Regions from separate parts of the Mus musculus genome. Here regions 2, 3 and 4 are each linked to region 1. A link is a contact called in public Hi-C and promoter capture Hi-C data. All regions are on one chromosome and are shown on one strand. Each heading gives the region's core, a stretch centred on a gene start, on an enhancer-like site or on the middle of the called end of the contact. The rest is flanking DNA. Distances are from core to core; before and after follow the strand shown.

Region 1 (5,166 bases), core at 1,843-4,342:
TCAAACGTCACTTTTTAAAATATTTTTAATATGTATAGATGCTTTGCCCGCATGTCTGTCCATGCACCACTTCCATGTCTGCTATCCACAAATGCCAGAAAAGAGCACTGGATCCCCTACAACTGGTTGTGAGCCACTATCTGGGTACTTCGAACCAAACCTGGGTACTCAGAGAGAGCAGTTGAGCCATTTCTCTGACCCCCAAATGTCACTTCTTAGGAGACACCTTCCCTTCCACGCCAGTCTTCCTCTCATTTCACACAGAACACCCCGAGGGGATGAAGCACACCTCTCTCATTTGCTAGAAGAAACCCTGACGGAGCAGGTACAGGGAGGGTCTGCCTCTCATGCCTTTTGGCCAAGCGTAAGGTTTATACTAAAGCCTGTTAAGCTGTGCTAGTGTGTGGCACATGTCTTTGATCCCAGCACCCAGGAGGCACAGGCAGGTGAATCTCCATAAACAGGAGGTCATTTTGGTCTACATAGCAAAATCTGGGCTGGCCAAAGATACGAATTGAGACCCTGCCTCAAAATAAATAAATAAATAAATAAATAAATAAATAAATAAATAAATAAATAGAATGATGTAATCATAAAACTCGAGGCTTTGAAACATAAATCCCTATGCTAGCCTTAACCATTATGAGCCATAATGAGTTCTTTACTCAATTTCTCAAGGAGATTTTGTGCCTTTCCAAGCTAGACAGACTGTGAAAAACCTTTTGCTAAAAGAGGCCCCAGTTTCCAACTTTCTGACAAGAATGTAAACTTTGGCTTGAGACAGGATCTCATATAGCCCAGGCTGGCCTTGAACCTCAGTCTGAAAATGGCCTTAACTTCTGATCTCCCTATCTCTACTTCCTGGGTGCTGAGATTACCAGTATATACCAACATGCCTGGGTGCTGGGAATCAAACCCAGGAGGGATGTAGGTGAGTCTTTTTTGTTATTTCCTGTCTCTAAAAGCAGGTTCTAACCGCCTTAGGTCCACAAAACACTTCTTGGGCACACTCTAGAAAAATGCCACCCCACAAGAGTGACACAGAACTGCAGAATTGTAGTTGGGGGGGAGAGGTGGCAGGGACCCTCATGAGAGAACAAGCTGCGCGGTGAGCAGAGAATGAGGCAGGACCCTCCAAATCGCTCTCCATCTGAGAGAGCAGAACAGCTGGGCCACAACAGGGGAAAGATGACTAAACTCCAACGACAAGCTGTAGCAGATGGCCTCTGGGAGCCACTGCAAAAAGAAAGGGGAAAGGAGAGAGGCATGATGGGAGCAGTTCAGCAAAGATACATGCCTCTTTATATTTTAAGGCATTTTGATTTTCTACTGATCTGGGCTCTTGCTATGGAGCCCAGGCTAGCTTCAGGTCTGCCCAGGCTGACCTCCCATTTGCAGCAATCCTTCTGTCTCAAGTTTTCAGGTGTTGGGAGCTCAGGATCAGCTGGACAATTCAGTGAGAACTTGCTTAACAACTGTTTAAGTCCGAAGGATGGCTGTTTTCAAAGCAAGTGACTTTTCTCACAATCTCCAACTTCACCAGCTTCTGTCGTTATGATCCCTCCCCTTCAGTTTCAGAGTAGAGGGATCCCAGAACATGCTGCAACTAACTCTTAAAGACATACAAACAAACACACACACACACACACACACACAATAGGACCCAGACAGTGACAGTAAACCTTTGGGGCAGAAAGTACAGCAAGTGTGGGACCTGCTGGGAGAGGAATGAGAGCAGGGTCGTGGTGGCCAGAGCAGAGGTTGTTCAGAAGGGCAGGGAGATGTCAGGCCACATCTTCCCTCGGAAGTGTGGGAAGAGCTTTGAGCATCCTGAGGAGCAACCCACTGGGAGTATGAATGGTTCGAACAATGAGGGAGATGGTACTATGAGGGCAGACAGCACTCAGGTACGGCTGAAGTTACAACACAGACAGGCTAGTCCCAATGTGGTGGGAAATTTAAGTTAATGACGAGGACCCAGCAGGACCCACCAAATCCTGAGAACACAAATTGGGGAAACGGGAAGGCAAGCTCATTGGTAAATTAGTGAAATGGGTAATCCCACCAACATTACCATTTCCAACACAGGTAGAGGCCAAATCACCTGATCAAATTCATCCCAGTGGTATCCACGGTAAGGACCCGAATGTGGAAATGTCCTTTGACAACCATTTATTTTACAATTTATTATCTAGCATTTCCAGTTTCATTAAGGGAGGAGGGGAGAGAGATGTCAGATATGAAGGCCATAAAACTACACTTGGCTGACCCTGGACACCACATGTATCTAAGATGTTTTTTTTTTTTCTTTTTTTAAAGATGTATTTTCTAATCAAGGAGATCTGCTGAGAAACTATCAAGGAAACATAAACAGCAGGCAGAAGGGACCAGCTTTTTAAAAAACGCCCATCCCGAGTCTCTTTCCAGACGGCTGCAGGGGGTGGAAGACGCCAAGAGGTCACACTGACCCGCACCCTGTGAACTGTGATGATCAATTAAGACGTAGCTTGGATAGCCCCGATCTGAATATCGATTTAGAGCGAGGCACTCTAAATCTGCTTTAAAAAATAGCGACCAGAAATCTCCGTTGAAAGACGCTTGTGACCTGTGGGACAAAGGTTTGAGTCCTAGCGGGCACCCCGAAGCTCTAGCAACCCGGACTAGGCAGGTCATTTGCCACCCTGCGTTGGGGCCACAAGTGACAAGCACACGAAACGCGCCGGGCCACTCTCCAGATAACGATCAGCCAGACCGACGACCACGCTGGGGCCAGCGAGCGCGGCGGGGCATTGTGGGAGGCAGAGGAGGCGAGCCTGGCGCGAAGCATTATGGGACACCGCGGGGACAGCTCCGACTCCCCGCCCCGGCTTCTCTGGCCCCGAGCGTGACCACGATTCAGTTCTGAACCTCTCCGGGCGTCCCCAGACGCCACTGACGTAATCCCCTCACTTGTGTCTGGCACCTCAGGGGCGAACGAGGATTTTTTTTTTTTTTTTTTTTAAAGCCGAGAGCTGTGACACACTTCCGGTTGTGTCTCACTTTACGGCTTGACATTTTTCCGCTGACTAAGAAGGAAGTGGTAGGGCCATTTACGACAGCGCTGGTCGCCGTTTACGGCACCGGCCCCTGCGCGCGCATCTTCCCTCCTGCCTTGACTCCTCGGAGTATCCCGGCAATCGCAGTTTTTTCCCCGGGCCATCTGTCGCCATCCGGGCCCGTGAAGGCTTTTGCAGGTGAGCGGCTTGTTTCGTGGGACCCTGCGGACCTCGCGAGCCAGCCTGGGCTAGACGTGGCTTCGGGAGCTCCCGGAAGAGCCTTCCTTTACGTCCTGTCGCCTGTGCCCCTCCGCTGGGCGGGGCGGGAATTGGCCCCCGGTGGTCCCAGGCACGACTCAGAATGCAGGACACCGGACCTTGTGTGTGGATCCCTCGCTCGGCGCTCTGCTCAGCGCCGTGGGGTGGGTTGTGGGGCGACGTAGCCTCCTCTAGGGGTTCGAACAGATTGTTTCTGTGCTCCGAAATGGGGGGCTGAGAGTAGGTTCCAGCTCTGATCGGAAACGGAGCCCAGGAGTTAATGGCCCCCACCTGTAGTGTCCCCAGTGACCCACACTGTATTGTGGCCAATACAGCTGTCGCGCCGTTTTACTTTTCCCCTACTGCTTTCTTTCTGATTCACGTGTGCAGTAGCCGAAGGACCAAACCCTGTCCATCCAGGGAGATAGATGATGATGCACATCAGGCCTTGAGCCATCTTGAACTTGTGACAACTCAAGTTTACAGTTGCTTTGGGGGCAGCCTGTTGGGTATGGCTTAAAGCCCCAGGTGGTCAGGCTGCCAGCTACCCACAGTATAACCAGAAGGAGGTCGGGCCTAAGTAGACAGCCTTGGAAACTTTTTGAAGGGATGGGCAGATGGACTCCTTAAGTTAGCAGAGCTAGCTTTGTGTCTCAAAGATGGGGTGTGTGGTAGCAGTCGGTGGTAAAGCGTCCAGCACAGCACCCCAACATCCTGGGGCCTCTTACTTCATGTCAGCTGTTTGAAGGCCACCACACCCCACCACCACCACCTCACCCTCTCTCCCACAACCCCGTGTTCTTCCTACAACTTAGCATACGTTCATATTTGGAGGGTGAAGCTCCTGGGTTTACTCTTGTCCGTGTCACCTAAGTATCACCAGCTTCCGTGTGTCAGAGGAGGAGGAGAGGCTACTGAGCTCTAATGGTGGACAATTTCAGGTTTCTTGTGTGTGGTCAATGCATGGGTTTTTTTTTTTTCCTTTTGTTGTTTGCTTTGGTTTTTGATGGGAAGTGTCCAGCAAGCCCCTGGATTATACAGCTATTAGCTTTTACTTTCCTAAAATGAGCTGTGGTATATACTATATACTGCGGGGCCAAAGCTACACTGCCTGTGTTCAAATTTTCTTACCCAGAAAATGGGACTGGCCCCACGGGATTGTCCGAAGGGTTTAGTGAGCGCGTGTGCTGTAAGCGGTCAGAACAGTGTCCTGGTGCTCCTGCGTATGGACATTTGACACTCGGCCGCTTTTGCTCTGAAGTTTGTGACCACCTTGGTCACCAATGGTCCTTTTGCTTGGCTGCATGCACTGTACAGGACTTGTGCTGATGGAAAATTGGAAGGGTGGGGTCTGATTGAGGGTTCAGGGGATGGTCTTGTTTGGTTGGTTTTAGTCCTTTATTTTTAGGATTTTGTTGTTGCTGTCTGTGTATGCACGTGTGTGGGAGTTTGTGCTGTGGCATTCTGCTGGAGAAGGCCACGTGTGGGGGTCTGTTCTCACTTTCCACTTTGGTTCCACCTTTACTTGTGGCACCATCTCAGCAGCCCGAGGGTCTTTAAAGCACTGTGTGCCGGTGCCTTTGTGTAACTGAGTGGTAATTGTGCAGGGTGACAATCACCAAGACTTTGACCGAGGCCCTCTGATGGAGACTGGGTTTAGAGACATTTGCTGTTGGGTGCTTTGGTGAAGGTGTTTCGGGGAATTCACTACTCTTACCTCCTTGAATAATTGAAGACACCTTTATCATATGTTCTACTGAGAAAGACGGGACACCCCATCAAGGAAAGGCACAGCTTCATTGCAAAGATGTTCACCAAAGAACCTGTCCTAGAATCAGTGAGACATAGGAAAATGTCGCTGGTGTTGGCAGGG
Region 2 (5,166 bases), core at 1,732-4,231, 2.3 Mb before region 1:
TCCCTCAAAGGAAAGCCAAAGCAAAGCTACTCCCAAGATGAACGGTAGGGAGTCAGTGATGGGATTCTAAGAGGAGGAGGATAATCCTGTTTTCTTTATGCAGACACACCCCCTGCTAGGCACAGGAGAACCTTGAGATAGAGTCCTGTAAGGAGGGACCCAGGACAGAGACTAAGACTCAGAGCAGGAAAGTGGCTTCGCAAGACCACACAGCCAGGACAGAAACCATTCTGAGACCTTAAGACCCACCAGCTTCCACAGAGACCAGCAGGAGGCAGCTGCCTTCCCTGAACCTAACTTTAAGGGTTGGGGACAAACATAGCAGGAGGCAAGCAAGCACCCATGGGTGCCATGCCCGTTGCAGCTGTCTTGTCCACCATGCCAGAGTAGGAGGATGCAGAATGCCAGCACGGGCTATGTCTGCAATGTTCCAGGCAGTACCCCTTTCCTTGAAGGTGCTTCAGGAGTATTGCTTCATTGATCCCAGGTGGCTGAACTGTAAGGAAACGACTTCCGAGGTCTATTTAACAAACGGGGAAACCAAGGTGCTCTTCGAAATGGATTTGCCTAGGGTCACACGGCCCTCAGCAGTCTCTATACCAGATGCCTACATCCAACTGCCTGGGCACACTTTTCTGGAAAGAGACCTAGCCTCTATCCTGGGAGGCCCAGCTTGTTGCTTCTGCCTCAATTTCTCCATCCAGAGAGGATCATCTGGCTGCCAGTGGGAAGGCTGTATCACTGAACTAGCAGGGAGCCAATCCAGGAGCACTGGACCTCACACATCCATTCATCCACTCTGACTGTAGGTAGTGGAGCAGGAAGCCAAAGAATGCTGTCCTGCAGCGCCACCTAATGATCACATGGTCGCAATGTGGACAGCCACACAGGAATTGATTTCCTTCCTCAAGAAATATTAGACAGACAATATACCTACCTCAGTGAATGGAGTTTATGCATGTGAAACACAACAGGAACTTGACTCTTGTTAGCATTTGTTATTAAAAGTGTCTCCCTTCTGGACTAGTTTAGTAGAGATTTGACAATGAGAGTTGTCCAGGGAGAATCACTGTTTCTTTGTGTCCACATTCTACAGTATCAGGTACGCAAACCCCTCAGTATCTGTTGGCCCAGTGAGTCCAGATGTCCATTTTCACTCCCCATTCACAGACCGGCTAGCGCTTCATGGCTCCCACATACCAGGTGCTGGTTACGAGTCTCCACAAGTGAAATAAACCAGGCAGGGTTTCTCCTCATTGCCAAAAAATAATAATTTCTTCTGGGTTAGGAGGTTAGAAAGCTTGTTTGGCACTCAAGAGTCTGCATTTGATCATCAGCACTGCAAAAACACACGAAAGTGACGAAAAAGAAACCTCTAGACTAGAGGTTCTCAACCTTTTTGGTGTCATACGCTCTTTTCACTCTTAAAAACTCAGGGCTGAAGAGAAGGCTCAAAATAACCAAGAGCACTAGATGCTCTTCCAGCAGACTTGGGGTCGTCTCACATCAGCCTGTAATTATGCTTACTTCTGGCCTCCACAGGCATGGGGTATACCTATGGTGCACAGACATACATGCAGGCAAAAATCCATATGTGTGTGTGTGTGTGTGTGTGTGTAATATATATAAATATATGTATACTTAAATTAAAAACAAAAACGAAGCCAGGTGGTGGTGGCACACGCTTTTAATCCCAGCACTTGGGAGGCAGAGGCAGGCTGATTTCTGAGTTCAAAGCCAGCCTGGTCTACAGAGTGAGTTCCAGGACAGTCAGGGCTGCACAGAGAAACCCTGTCTTGAGAGGGGGGGGGGGGAACTCATGTAACCAGAGAACATTTATGTGTAATATTTATCGATAGAATATTTACATCTATGTGTAATATTGATTGTAATATTTATTGATCTATCAGACTAAAAACTGACCTTTTTTTTTTCAATACTAGGGATTAAATCCAAGCATTCTACCGCCAAGCTATTAATACATCCTAGCTCTTCTTATTAATCTGTAACCCAGACTGGTCTAGAATTTGGAGTGTAGCTATGTGATATAAACTGACCTGAAACTTGCCACTCTCCTGCCTCGGCTTCCCAGGTGCTGGTATTCTAAGTGTTCTGGTATCACTGTGCCCAGCAGTATTTACTGTTTCGCCTGACAACCAACTCATTGCTTAATAACATAAACAGTATTTTGCAGCAAATAGCTGTATTTTTCAAAACAAAGCACTTTATTTTGCATGTTTGCAAATCTATTTCTTTGTTGGGGTTTTTTTTTTTTTTTGGTCTTTTGTTTGGTTTTTTCCTTTTGTTAGTTTTGGTTTGGTTTGTTTGTTTGTTTGTTTGTTTGTTTGTTTGAGACAGAGTCTTGCTATGTAGCCCAAGTTAGCCTGGAACTCAGAGCAACAATCTCTGTTCAATCTCCCAAGTATTGGGACTACAAAGTACGACACCTAACCTCCTTGGCTTTACTGATTCTCACACAGATTCTCACAGTGCACGGGACCGGTGTAATGCTTTGAAGGTCATGAAAACTGTCTAAGCCCGGCAAAGTGGCTTAGGTCTGTAAATCCGGCCCTTGGGCGGCAGAGAGAGAAGGATCAGGAGTTCAAAGTCATCCTCAGCTACAATCGAGTTCAAGGACAGCCTAGGCTAGATGTATCCTTGTCTAAAAAGAAAGTAGAAAGAATCACTTCTTTTGCAGGAACTCAGTCTATTCCACACTTGGCCCCTGGACAGAATTGACCAGTAAGGCTAGAAGTCGAGTCTGCCCGCCCACACAGCCTGGATCACCAGAGACCTGTTGCTTAGAAATTGAACAACTGTGGCTTCTGCGCTTTGGACACGCCCCTAGCTCCCCGCTCCTCCGGGGCTATAGGAAAGCCATTGAGCCTGCGTTCTAAGGCAGCACTTCCGCTCGCTGCGGAACCCTGAGCTCCTGCTCCAGTTTCTGCCGAGGAGCGAACACCGCCAGGGCGGAAGTAGCTCGCCGCGTGTGGGCGGGGCTCGGAAACATGTCGGCGGCGTTAGTGCGGCGCGGTTTGGAGCTTCTGGCGGCGTCCGAGGGTGAGGAGAGCAGGTCCTGCGACAGTCGCGCTGTGTAGGAGAGCCAGCCGGGCGGGTGGGGAGGGAGAGCGCGCCCTTCAACTCGGTCCTTCGCTGCCTTTCCCCGTAGCTCCCCGTGCGGTCCCGGGCCAGGTCCAGGCTAGCGGGACTCCGGCGAAGCGGACCCGGAGGGCGCGGGCCAAGGCCTCCCAGGCTCTGAAACTGCGGAACTCAGCGAAGGGAAAGGCGCCTAAGTCCGCTCTAGGTGAGTTGAGAAAGACTGTGAGCGCTTCTTAGAATTGGGGGCAGCGCCTTCGAGTCGGGAGTTCCAAACGTTCCCCGAGACTCCACAAGGAAAAGGCAAAATGAATGTTCAAATCGTGGGGGACAGGTTTCGAACCCAAGCAATCTAATTCCCAGGTCTGCCGCTGTCTGCTATGTGGCAGTTAACAGGATGAGAGAAAGAGGGAAAAGCCTGGGAGTGGTGACACACATCTGTCATCCCTGCACTTGAGAGGTGGAGGCAGGAGAATCAGAAGTTCTGTGTCTTTCCGTGGTGAGTTCAGGGCAAGACCTAATCGTGAAGGCAGATGAAACGCAAGACCCAGGCGCTTGTGAGCTCTAGCCGTGGTGGGGAGAGAAACATCAGAGAGTCTCTCTTAATTATTTATTTATTTATTTATTTGGCTTTTTGATACAGAGTTTCTCAGTATAGCCCTGGCTGTCCTGGAACTTACTCTGTAGACCAGGCTGGCCTCGAACTCAGAAATCTACCTGCCTCTGCCTCCCAAGTGCTAGGATTAAAGGCGTGCGCCACACGCTTACTCTGTAGACCAGCCATCAGAGAGTCTCAAAACTAACAAGCAGGGTTTTGCCAAGTGAGTGAGGCTTGTGAGGTGAAAGGCTCTGCAGTGCTCCGAGGAAGAATCAAACTAACAAGCCAAGGTGGAAGCAACGTTAAGGCATCTGAGAAGGTTTTAGCCAGAAAGGCTTGAGAATTTGGAAGAAGGCTAACGGGTAAGATGAGCAAGAGGCAAGATGGAGGACCCATCAGGGATAGAGGGCTGGCTCACTGGTTAAGAGCACTTGCTGCTTGCTCTTCCAGAGGACCTGGAGCCCCCCAGAAGCCCACAAAGCTGCTCACAGCCCACTGTAACTCCAGGTCTGGGGATTAGATACCCTCTTCTGATTCCACAGACGCTCACTTGGGGTGCACATACATACACTAAGGCACGCAACACACACACATTTATGAAATGAAGCACTCAGTCAACAGTTTACCCTTCTAAACTAACTAACTCGTTTGACCCTCACGGCAGCCCTGTGAGATGAGCAGATCTCTCCCCCACTTTACAGTTACAGAAACAGGCACCTGCCCAGGTGATAGAGGTGGAAGCCGGGCAAATTGTCCCCGTGCTGTTGCTCTTAATGTGCTCTGCTCAGGTGACAGTGCCTCCTTCCATCCCAGTAGGGACAGCAGAAGTGAGTTGATATCATTTACCAGTGAAGTGTCTGCAAAGCAGAAACCTTGTTTCCAGTAGAGCAGCTTAGGGGGTGTGGCACAGGTAGTAAGGCCTCCTTGAGAAGGGGCACAGGATGGTACGCATGTTGCTTTCTTCTTTGACTCCATGCCTCTGCTCTATAAAGGGAGTTGAGGTACTCGGGTTTCATTGTGTGTTTGTTTCTCCCAGTTTTGGAGGCGGGGGGGGGGGGGGGGAGTTATTTTGGCTCGGGCAGGCCTGGACCTCACTGTATAGCACAGGCTAGCCATGATATAGCACAGGCTAGCCACGACCTTAAATCAGCCTTCCTGCTTCAGCCTCCTAAGCACTGGATGATAGGCACACACCACTGCACCCAGCCTGGGAGTCCTTGTTAAAAGCTATGTCGTTCAAGAGGAAACACTATGAACAGAGGTGGAGCTAGGAGGCATGCACAGACACTAGTGGTTTGCACGAGTTCATGTCAAGGTGCCTCCCTCCCTGCCCAGTTATCCCAATAACTGGAGGACAGGAGTGGGGTTCCCTTCACTCCTGTCCTGAGGTAAGCACTCCTCAAGACACAGGACTAACCTCCCATCCCCAACCCTGGATTTTCCATGGTCCTCGTGGCTGGTCTACTGCCTAG
Region 3 (5,166 bases), core at 1,051-3,550, 2.3 Mb before region 1:
TTCTGGTGGGGTTTGTAATCCAGTTAAGGACCCACATCTATTGGTGTGTGTGTGTGTGTGTGTGTGTGTGTGTTGGTTTTTTGAGACAGGGTTTCTCTGTGCAGCCTATACTTTATCTAGTGAGTTTTAGGGAGTAAAGAACATACTCTGATGGCAAAGGTCTTCCTTTTCCTAGCTTCTTGCCCAGAAAGAAGAAACCTCTAAGACCAAGGATTGAGCTACCTACCTGAGGCTTCCTAATGCATCTGTGAGGTGGGGTGGGGAGCCGGGAGTGTCTCTGAAGGCACCTTTGTCTTCGTCTTGGGACTGGGGTAGGAGGGGAAAAGAGGATCCTAGATAAGGCCTCCTAGTTTGCTATGGAGGAAGACCAGGCCCTTCTCCAGCTGCTTCTCTCGAGCCTCCAGATTCTCAAGCTTCTGATTTTTCCTGAATTCTCGGCGGATGGAAGCAAAGTAGAAGTCTCGATCAGTGTAGCGAAGCTCTCGGCCTTGGCGCAGCAGAGCCCGGTACAGACACAGCACTGCCTCTCGGCTCCAAGGGGCCATGGGGGACCGACGTGTACTAATCGTCACACTCTACAGAGAAGACACAGAAGGCTAGAGTCAGAACTGATGACAGCAGGGCCTGCTAGACACTGTGTGTGTGTGTGTGTGTGTGTGTGTGTGTGTGTCTGAGTTGGGGGGAGGGAGGGATGGCAGGGGTTCTTAATGCCAGACTCAGAGACTTCCAAGGACTCATGGCAAAGCTGGGATCAGCTTCCTCCCTGTAAACAGCCCCTCCTGGAGAAGTTCAGTTTAAGGCTCACCAGGGTTCAAGAAGTAGAGTTTGAGTCCTGGCTGTGCCATCCCACTGCCCGGGCACTTAGCATAAAGTACAGTGGGCATCAGCTTCCTCATTGTAAAACAGAGATAACAAAGACATCATGAGAGTACTTACTACACAAGGTTATTTTGAGAACTGCTCCTAAAAAGCCCCTGTAATGGGACTCTACCAGACAGTGTGGCCTAGAGTAGTTAAAGACCAGGATTTATATCTGGATCCTGGTACCACCATATAAGCAGCATCACGCTGATTGGCCTTATTGTTTTAATTACTTTTTTACTTTTTTCTGTATGGGTATTTGCCTGCATGTTTGTCTACATGCCAGTTTGCCTTGAGAGTGTAACACTGTCATATCCTTAGACTGGAGTTATAATATATACAGTTGTGAGCCACCACAGAAGTGCTGGAAATTGAGCCTGGGTCCTCTGAAAAGCAGCCAGTGCTCTTAACCACAGAGACATCACTCTATCTCTTCTTTCTTTCTTTCTTTCTTTCTTTTTATTCTTTCTGTTTTTGCTTTCTTTTGCTTTTGTTTAATTTGGTTTCCTGATGCAGGGCCTCTCTACGGAGCTCTGGCTGTCCTAGAACTCACTCTGTAAAGCAGGCTGCCCTCAAACTCTGAAATCCTCCTGTCTCTGCCTCCTGAGAGCTGAGATGAAAGATGTGTGCCAAGTATGTGACATCATTCCCAAAAGGAAGTGATTTGCCCACTCACCAAAACAATCCAGACCCTAACTCGCTGGAATGAGGTGGGGGCGGGGGGGGGGGGTGTCTTACATGTGTGCACTTCAGGGCGTTCAGCAAACTTTGCCAGCACAGGGCCCAGGGCTCACCAACCTCAAAACTAGGCTGGAAGGAGGAATCCTCCCCATAACCCTATGAGGAAGAAACAGTTGTTGTATGAGCCTGTATGTGTTTCAGGGGTGAAGGGAGTTCCTGGATGAAAAACAAAAAATGATCTGAACTTTGGGCTCCAAGACAGAAGCAGTAGCCTCTGACCTTGCTAACTTCCAGCGCGAACCGGGGCAAGCCACCGCTGTCCCTTTTTCCTCAACTGCAGAACAGCTCCCCTTTGGCCCTGAGGGTCTTCCGGGATGCAAAAGATGCAGAAAAACAACGGAGGGCTGGAAGGAGAACGTCACGCAGGGGCTGGAACGAGGTCGCTGAGTGACTGACTACGGGCTCCGATCGGGGTACAACGCCCAGAGGACGGGAACGCAGACCCCGGGGCCAGGCTGGCTCTGTGGCTTGAGGCAACCGGGTCTTGAGGCGGGGCGGGGCGAAGCTTGGAGGCCCCGGTGGGAGCCGGTAGCCCCCAAACTGGCCCGAGCTCAAACGGGCGATCCCCGGCCGCCCTCATTCGCTCCCTCACTCACCCGCGGACCACGCGCTACCTTTCCTCAGGACTCGCCACTCGCCCAGTACCTCTCTCCGGGTCACCCATCAACATGGCCCCTCTACTTCCGGGGCACGACCTCGCTCGCGGGGCCGACGGAGACGCGACAGGGAGCGCGGAGGCGGGCGGAGGCGGAAGCACTTCCGGTCGGCCCCTCCGTAGCCTCCCTCCGGAGGCGGAGCCCGGAACTTAGTCCAGCGCTGCCCGTCGTGGGGCCCCGCCCACAGACGCAGCCCCGCCTCCTAGGTGACGTTACCTAGCTCCACGGCCCCTCCTCCGAAAGCGTTACTGTGCAGTCTCTGTGTAAACTCAGTGCTGGCTGGGTGTGGCTTAAGGGAGGAGCCGCAAGTCGTCGCCCTCCACCTGCTGCCTACGTCTGGCCTGCGAGAGGCTCTGACCACACTGAATTGATTACTTGACACACTGCATTTTGTCCAACCCAACCTCTCTGTTTGGTAGACTTCAGCATTCCAGTGTTACACTTGGGAAAATCGAGGCCGAGGGAGGCAGGGTCATTTGCACTGAAAGCTGAGCCCTGCAGAGGCTCACAGTGGGTCCAAGCTCAGTATTCCTCCAAAGTGTGTGGCTTTCCATTCTTTTAGGCCGCCCTACTTTGCTTTTTAAAGAAAGAAGTTTGTGACCCAAATAAATCTAGTTTGTGAAATTTCCAGCTAGAAGACCGGGTAACCTATCCCTCGGGACAGTCTCCTAAGTAGACGAGTTTTCCACTCGTAAAGGACAAGGAGACCCTCTGGGGGAGACCTTAGGATTACCCACTCACACACAGAGTCTCGGATGTCAGGATTACCTTTTCCAGATTCACTAACCTTCCCACACTCACCCCACTCCTGCCCCATGCTCCCAGTATAATGGGGGCTAAACATTAAAGTGTCTTCCAGCCCCCACATATCTGTGGTGTTTTGGAGACCAGAGACCAGCCAGCCGAGACACTGATGCAAACCTCAGGGTTCAGCCAGGTTTCACAGAGCATGGGCAATCTGGGATCCTCTGGACTGGGTACAGGACTGGACATAACTATCAACTCACATCATAAGGAAACAGGACCTTATAGGAATTGCAGCTCAAGGGGAACATTCATTTACCCAGGGCACAGGTTCAGGTACAGTAGGCATTTCACTGGTGAATGGATGGACTGTGTCTTAGTCAGGGTTTCTATTCCTGCACAAACATCATGACCAAGAAGCAAGTTGGGGAGGAAAGGGTTTATTTGGCTTACACTTCCATACTGCTGTTCATCACCAAGGAAGTCAGGACTGGAACTCAAGCAGGTCAGGGAGCAGGAGCTGATGCAGAGGCCATGGAGGGATGTTCTGTACTAGCTTGCCTCCCCTGGCTTGCTCAGCCCGCTTTCTTATAGAACCAAGACTACCAGCCCTGAGATGGTCCCACCCACAAGGGCCTTTCCCCCTTGATCACTAATTGAGAAAATGCCTTACAGTTGGATCTCATGGAGGCATTTCCTCAACTGAAGCTCCTTTCTCTGTGATAACTCCAGCTGTGTCAAGTTGACACAAAACTAGCCAGTACAGACTGGAAGGTCAAAGAAAGGTCAGGGGTCAGAGTGATCAAGTCTGTCTGGTTTGGAAAGGGCCTTTGTGCTGGTGGTACACTTGGGGCAGCGGGTTCAGTTTCCTGAGCCTTGCTTTGCTCCTGTGAATGCACTTGCCTAGTACACACATTGCCCTGGGATGCATTCAGTGCTGAAGGAGGACAAAGAAGATGACCTCATGGGACTAAAGATTAGAATTAAATGTCAGAGAGCATGAAAAGGTCGCCATTGTGGTTGGTGGCTTTTGTTATTATAAAACATAATTCTCTTTCATGCATGGGTAAGCACAAAGGGATTTGGAGCCAGGAAAAATTTTTTGGAAAACAGGGGCTTGGAGAGCTGGCTCAGCAAGTAAGAGCACTGGCTGCTCTTCCAGGGGACCCAAGTTCAATTCCCAGCACCCACATGGCAACTCCCAAATGTCTAAGTTACAATTACAGGGCTTCTGACACCTTCATATGCAAACATACATACAGCCAAAACACCAATGCTGGGGGCTGGTGAGATGGCTCAGTGGGTAAGAGCACCCGACTGCTCTTCCGAAGGTCCAGAGTTCAAATCCCAGCAACCACATGGTGGCTCACAACCACCTGTAACGAGATCTGACGCCCTCTTCTGGTGTGTCTGAAGACAGTACTTACATGTAATAAATAAATCTTAAAAAAAAAAAACAAACAAACAAAAAAAACACCAATGCACATAAAATAATATGTGTATATATGGAAATCCAGGACACTAGTTCCAGGATGGGCCCTCAGGGAAAGTCTCAATCTGAGGTCCCTTAGGAGGCCTCTGTGACCACGGGTCCAGAAGGCCAAGGCAGGATGCTGGGGGGGGGGGGTTGGGGAGGGGGAGGTCAGTGGGTAAAGCATTGTCCTGAGAACCTGAGCTTGAATTCCCGGAACCCATGTAAAGTCTGAGGTGGTAGCATGAGTGTTTGATGCCAATGTACCAGTGGGGAGACAAGCACAGGAAATGGGAAAAAAAACCCCTGCAAGGTCATAGGCCAGTTAGCCTGGCCTGCACAGAAGGGAAAAATAAGAGGTGTTTGTTCACCTTCAAACAAGGTAGAAGGTGAAGACCGTCATTCCAAGTTGTCCTTTGACTTCCACATAGGTGCTGTGGCGCCTGCATTCACACATGCACATGTGAACCCGCATGCATACACGCATGCACCACAAAGGTTTCAAAAGTGAACAAGACCCAGGTATGGTAGAGCACTCTTTAATCCCAGCACTCAGGAGGCAGAGGCAGGCCGATCTGTATGAGTTTGAGGTTATCAGATCTACATAGCAAATCCCAGGCCAGCCAGAGCTACACAGTGAGACCCTGTCTCAAAAACAAAACAAAACAAAACAAAACAAATAAAAGGATATTT
Region 4 (5,166 bases), core at 885-3,384, 2.0 Mb after region 1:
TTACAGGATGTGTTCTGGGTAGCCGGACAATGACTAACACTGGACAGGCCAAGAATCTGGTAGCTGTTCAGTGTATAAGGCTGCATGGCCAGCCTGGCACTGAGGGCCTGGAGGACTCCTGGAGAGCTGCTGGCCTCCTGTGTATTGTGTATTTTGGCACCCTAGATGGATTTAGTGGCAAACGAGCAAAAAAAAGTTTCCTTCCATGTCCTGTTAGGGAGCTGCCACCAGAAGGCGCTGCCTTGCCTTATGGTGGATCTTCAGAAGCCACACCCATTCGACCCAGTGCCTCCTTCCCAGGCGCTCAGCCAGTCTGCTAGGTCTCATAATTTGCTCAGCTTTCTCCACTCAGCCCAACCCTCCTAGACATTCTGCCTCTCACCTCCCTGAAGTATTAAGATATCCAAATGTTTTCCCTCACCCTTGGTTCTCAGCCTGCATCTGAGGCCTTCTGTCTTCCAGCAGGACAGTCACAACCTGCCAGGTCTTTCATCCTCTTAGAGCAGTGTCAGCTGTCCCCTCCTATGTTGTACCGCCCAGCCTACCTCAGGCCCATGCCTTCCCAGCACCCATCTCCACCTTTAAACCTCACCCTCTGATGAGCATCCACCAAGCAGGCCAGGACATTAAGGAAGGAATTAAGGATGTAGCTCCCAGCCCCCAGGAAGAGCTGATCTGAGTCTATCAGAACTTGCCAGACACTCAGTTGTCCAGTGACCACCAGTCAGTGTTAAACGTGTCATTATGTCAAGAAATGCACCCTGTCCTAAGAATCAGAGTGCCTTGATCACTCTGGCCAGACAGCTGCATACACTTTCCGACAGACTTGAGGCCAAGTCTCAGCCTTGAACATTTCTGGGTGCCGCCCAGAATACACAAGTTCTTTACACTCATGTCCCTCACCCCATAGAATGGATTTTTGTCTCCATATTGAGGATTCTGCAGGTTCCCTGTTGCTACCTGAGACAGTTAATGTCTAAGAAGGAAAAGCCTTATTTAGCTGTAGTTTTTAGCTCCTGGTTTTACAGGTGTCCATCTAATGTCAGGCAGACTTAGTGCTTGTAGGCTTCAGGTGGGGTCTGGGGAAAGATTAGGAAATTATAACTCTTCACCTCGCACAGTGAGAGAGAGGGAAGGACTGGCCATCACATCCCAATTGTGGCAAGCAGGAGATGACCATCTTTACTGTGGGACCTCACAGTCCAAAGACAGCATGCACTGCCCTTCTAAGTGCTGTGTTCTAGTTTGCCTAATTATGCACATTCAAAACAAGACAGCAACAAACCACCTGTATGCTGGTGGTTGTTTGAATTGGTAATTTGGATGAGACGAAGGCTGGGATCCTGATCATTTTATTTATTTATTTATTTAGTTAGTTAGTTAGTTAGTTAGTTAGACAGGGATTCTCTCTGTGGCCTTGACTGTTCTGGAATTTGCTTTGTAGACCAGGCTGGCCTCAAACTTGAGCTCCACCTGCCTGGGACTGAGACCAAAGGTGTGTGCCACCACAGCCAGGCTTCTGATTGCTCATGAAAACCTGCCTTTTTTTCTGTTTTGGGCTTCTTGATTTGCTTGCTTTTTCTTTCCTCTGCTCTCACTTTAGCTAAATGACTATACATATAGCCAGCTAAGTGACTAAATGTCACTATATGTGGAATTCAATACAGATAACTATTTTGGTGAGACACTAAAGCACTCAAAAGTTTTTTTTAAATTAAAAAATAAGTGCTGTGTATTAGTGACTGATGGTTAGTGCTGCTTTTAATGTAGAGAACCAGAACCCACTCCGAGGACTGAACCCAAGGCACCCAAGCTAGGCAAGAGCTTGGAGTACCTACCTTACACCCCAGGCCCATCCTGGAGTGGTTCAAGCGTTTTTTGGTTTTTGTTTTTTTTGTTTTTCTCCCCCTCTAAATCTCTCTGTAAGGGTTTTGGAGAGACTCTAGCTAGCTTCAGGCTTCTCAGGAGGAATTAGACAGCCTGCTTAGGACTAGCTCCCCTTCCTTTCTCTTCTTTCCCCTCAGCAAAATCACTGACCAATGGTTTACCAAAGCTTGGGGGAAATCCCGCCTCAAGCGTCAAAATCCAAGTGTCTGCGCCCGCCCCGCCCCGCCCCGCCCCGCCCCTCTGTCCTCCCAAACCCGCCCAGTCGCTTCTGTCGGTCAAAGCAGTTCTAGTGGGCGGGACCCGCTGCCGCAAGGACGAGAGAAGGCCAGCTCAGAGCAGGATGGCGGCGACAATGTCTGAACCTCGGCGTGTGGGCTTCGTGGGTGCAGGCCGCATGGCGGAGGCCATTGCCCGAGGCCTCATCCAAGCAGGTGGGAGGCGAGGCCTGGCTGGGGGAGCTTTCGTTCTAATGGGAGGAGTTCGTAAGCCTTGGCGGGAGGGGCGCACGTGGTACACCAAGGGCCAGTAGGGTGAATTCGCTGGTTTCCTGGGTGAGAATCATACATCAGGACTCTATTAAGGCCTCCAGGATCGCTGGATGAGTCCGCAGTCCCTTCCCAGGCCGGTGAGTGGGCATGTTAGGCGAGGTGTGGGGGAAAAAAACCAAAAAAAACCAGTTCATTTATTTAACATTGATTGTATTGGTGAATATTCCTTTAAATGTATTGCATTAAAGAATATTACGATTGACTTCACGTGTGACTTCTTTGTAGTGGAGTTTGCTTGTTTCTTTTCTTTTCTCTTCTTCTCTTCTCTTCTCTTCTCTTCTTTTCTTTTCTTTTCTTTTCTTTTCTTTTCTTTTCTTTTCTTTTCTTTTCTTTTCTTTTCTTTTCTTTTCGAGACAGGGTTCATTTGGCCTGGAACTCCCAGGTAGACCAGGCTGATCCTGAACTCAGGGATCCACCTTTTTCTGCCTCCCAGAGTGTTGGAATTAAAAGTGTGAGCCACTCGCTGACTCGCTTTTAACTTTTTATCTCCTTAATGTGGCTGCGAGTTTCTAGTTCCATATGTGGCTCAAATCGTGCCTTAGATTGAACCGACTTAATGCCAAGTTAAATGTCTGACGTCCTGGCCTCTTCCTCCTCAGCCTCTGGCTTAACCAAAGGCTACCCATTCCTCAGCCCCCACTCTCAGAGGTGGGCAGCTGTGAGGACACTCGGGAGGAAGAGGATTGGCCCTGTGCTCTGAAGAGTGCCTGCTATCGCTGGTTTGTCATTTCTTTATGGCAACAATACCTTGAATTTGAAGACTGACGTTTCTCCACCAGTTCCAAATGTCTGCTACCTGGAGCTTGAGGGGTATGGTGGGGAGAGAGGCAAACTCTTCCGGGCTGAGGACTGCTGGTGTATATAACTGATGTTTTACTGGCCCAGCACGGCTGTACAGTATTTAGAAAACTTTATGAACAGATTGCGGGTAGAGGAAGTTGGTGACCTTTGGCTCTCTGCTTTCAGTTGTATTTCAAAGTCCAGAGGCCCATGATCATGGGAGGAGGGCTTCCTACAAGCCTTAGCAGTTTACACGTCGAACCTGGCAGTTCACCTGCCTCTTGCTGCTACACACACTGTCACTGACATCATTAGCTCCCTGGGGAAGGTTTTAGCATGCACTTCTGTCTGGCCCAGGCTTTCTACCCCTATATCCTCCAAAACCAGGTGGTGTCCACCAGAGGGGCCACTTCGTTTCCCCAGGACACACCAGCTCACTTGCCTGTTAGGTCTTTATCAGACTGGCTTTGTTTGTTTTTGTTTTAAGACAAGGTTTCTCTATGCAACCCCCTGGCTGTCCTAGAACTCACTCTGTAGACCAGGCTGGCCTGGAACTCAGATTCACCTGTCTCTTCCTAGATGCTGGGATTAAAGTCATATACCACCATCACCAGGCTAAGATCAGCTTTTTTAAAAATTATATGTTTGAGTGTTTTATCTGTTTAGGCACTGTGTGTGTGTCTATGTGTGTGCTTGCATGCTTACACACTCCGTGTCTTCAGAAGCCAGAAGAGGGCACCGGTTCCACTGGAGGTAGACTTATCAATGGTTGTCAGCTGCCCAAGTGGGTTGTAGGAACCTATCCCAGGTCATCTTCAAGAGCAGCAAATACTCTCAGCTGCTAAGCTGTCTCTCCAGACCTTTATTACTAACTCTCTTGCTATCCACCATGCAACCCTAGCTCTGGCGTTCCTTCAGAGGTTTTGCATTTTGGCCAAAAGACCTAAATGTTCCAGTCAGCTGCCCCTTCCCTGAAAGCGGAGACCCTTGGGCTTTGTTTCTTGTTAAGATCAGGCGGGTTCCTGGTCCCAGTGTCCAACAGAAACGGCAGTGCTATTTAAGTACGATGAATTGACTTGATCAGCCCCAAGGACAAGCAACCCTAAGGAGCCTTAGGCTCACACTGGGCTGGGCAAGCTGTGTCCTATCTTCCCAGTCCTTACCAGCTCTCGTCCTTCTGTCCAGGCAAAGTAGAAGCTAAACAAGTGCTGGCCAGTGCACCAACGGACAACAACCTCTGCCACTTCAGGGTGAGTGGGACCTAGAGGGCCTTGTCTTTCTGAAGCATTTATCAGGGGCAGGTATGGCAGACGGTTTGAGATGGTTTGGTCTGTCCAGGGGAACTAGGCGTCAGAGGCCAGGAAGAAAGTTCTGGAAGGACTAGCATAGATGCAGTGTGTGTCTTATGTAGGGTGGGTGTGGACACTCATTAGGAGGGAAGGTTCTAGAAGGCACAACTTAAGAGTTTGAGGAGCAGGGCCTGTTGGGTTTGTCGTAGGCGTTGGAGAGTACAGCAAGTACAGACATTGGTGACCCACGGGATACGGAATGGTCGATGGCACGCAGGTCAGCCTGTGTAGGATGCTGCCTCACACAGCCTCATTTCTGGCCCTTGTGTCTCTTTAGGCTCTGGGTTGCCAGACTACTCACTCCAACCATGAGGTGCTGCAAAACTGCCCACTTGTCATCTTTGCCACCAAACCCCAAGTCCTGCCAACTGTCCTGGCGGAAGTGGCCCCCATAGTCACCACTGAGCACATCATCGTATCTGTGGCTGCTGGGATCTCTCTGAGCACAATGGAGGGGGTGAGTGGCCCCTTGGTGTGAGTAAGGCCTTGACTCTGAAACAGGATCTGTGGCCCATACTTGGGAAGGAGATAGCATCCCAACCAAGCACCAGAAGTTAGCCAGTTGGCTCACCAGGGTTCAGTGGCTGGGATAATGTTCTGCC

The links. Promoter capture Hi-C pulls out the DNA fragments that hold promoters and counts their contacts. A called contact is a pair of places that touch in the nucleus more often than the background predicts.
Region 2: a contact with region 1 is called in a promoter capture Hi-C map of liver, with 5 times the contacts expected there. The contact joins the promoter of Rps19bp1 here to the promoter of Eif3d in region 1. A contact is called at or near these places in 1 of 39 promoter capture datasets (liver) and 1 of 9 other capture datasets (liver).
Region 3: a contact with region 1 is called in a promoter capture Hi-C map of liver, with 6 times the contacts expected there. The contact joins the promoter of Mief1 here to the promoter of Eif3d in region 1. A contact is called at or near these places in 2 of 39 promoter capture datasets (both in liver).
Region 4: a contact with region 1 is called in a Hi-C map of B cells, with 5 read pairs. The contact joins the promoter of Pycrl here to the promoter of Eif3d in region 1. A contact is called at or near these places in 2 of 39 promoter capture datasets (the C10 cell line and erythroid cells) and 1 of 484 Hi-C or Micro-C datasets (B cells).

What each region holds. Positions count from the first base shown.
Region 1 is chr15:77,968,750-77,973,915 of GRCm38.p6, reverse strand. It overlaps Eif3d (eukaryotic translation initiation factor 3, subunit D), which reads left to right and starts at 3,092. Exons shown (of 15, transcript NM_018749.2): 1 at 3,092-3,233.
Region 2 is chr15:80,262,121-80,267,286 of GRCm38.p6, reverse strand. Rps19bp1 (ribosomal protein S19 binding protein 1) reads left to right here and starts at 2,981. Exons shown (of 4, transcript NM_175109.3): 1 at 2,981-3,060; 2 at 3,170-3,304. The coding sequence starts at 3,009.
Region 3 is chr15:80,231,214-80,236,379 of GRCm38.p6, reverse strand. It overlaps Mief1 (mitochondrial elongation factor 1), which reads right to left and starts at 2,300. Exons shown (of 6, transcript NM_178719.5): 1 at 2,199-2,300; 2 at 227-575. Gm46521 (a long non-coding RNA gene) reads right to left here. Exons shown (of 2, transcript XR_001781722.2): 2 at 4,999-5,166.
Region 4 is chr15:75,918,528-75,923,693 of GRCm38.p6, reverse strand. It overlaps Pycrl (pyrroline-5-carboxylate reductase-like), which reads left to right and starts at 2,134. Exons shown (of 6, transcript NM_025412.2): 1 at 2,134-2,318; 2 at 4,401-4,465; 3 at 4,842-5,021. The coding sequence starts at 2,228.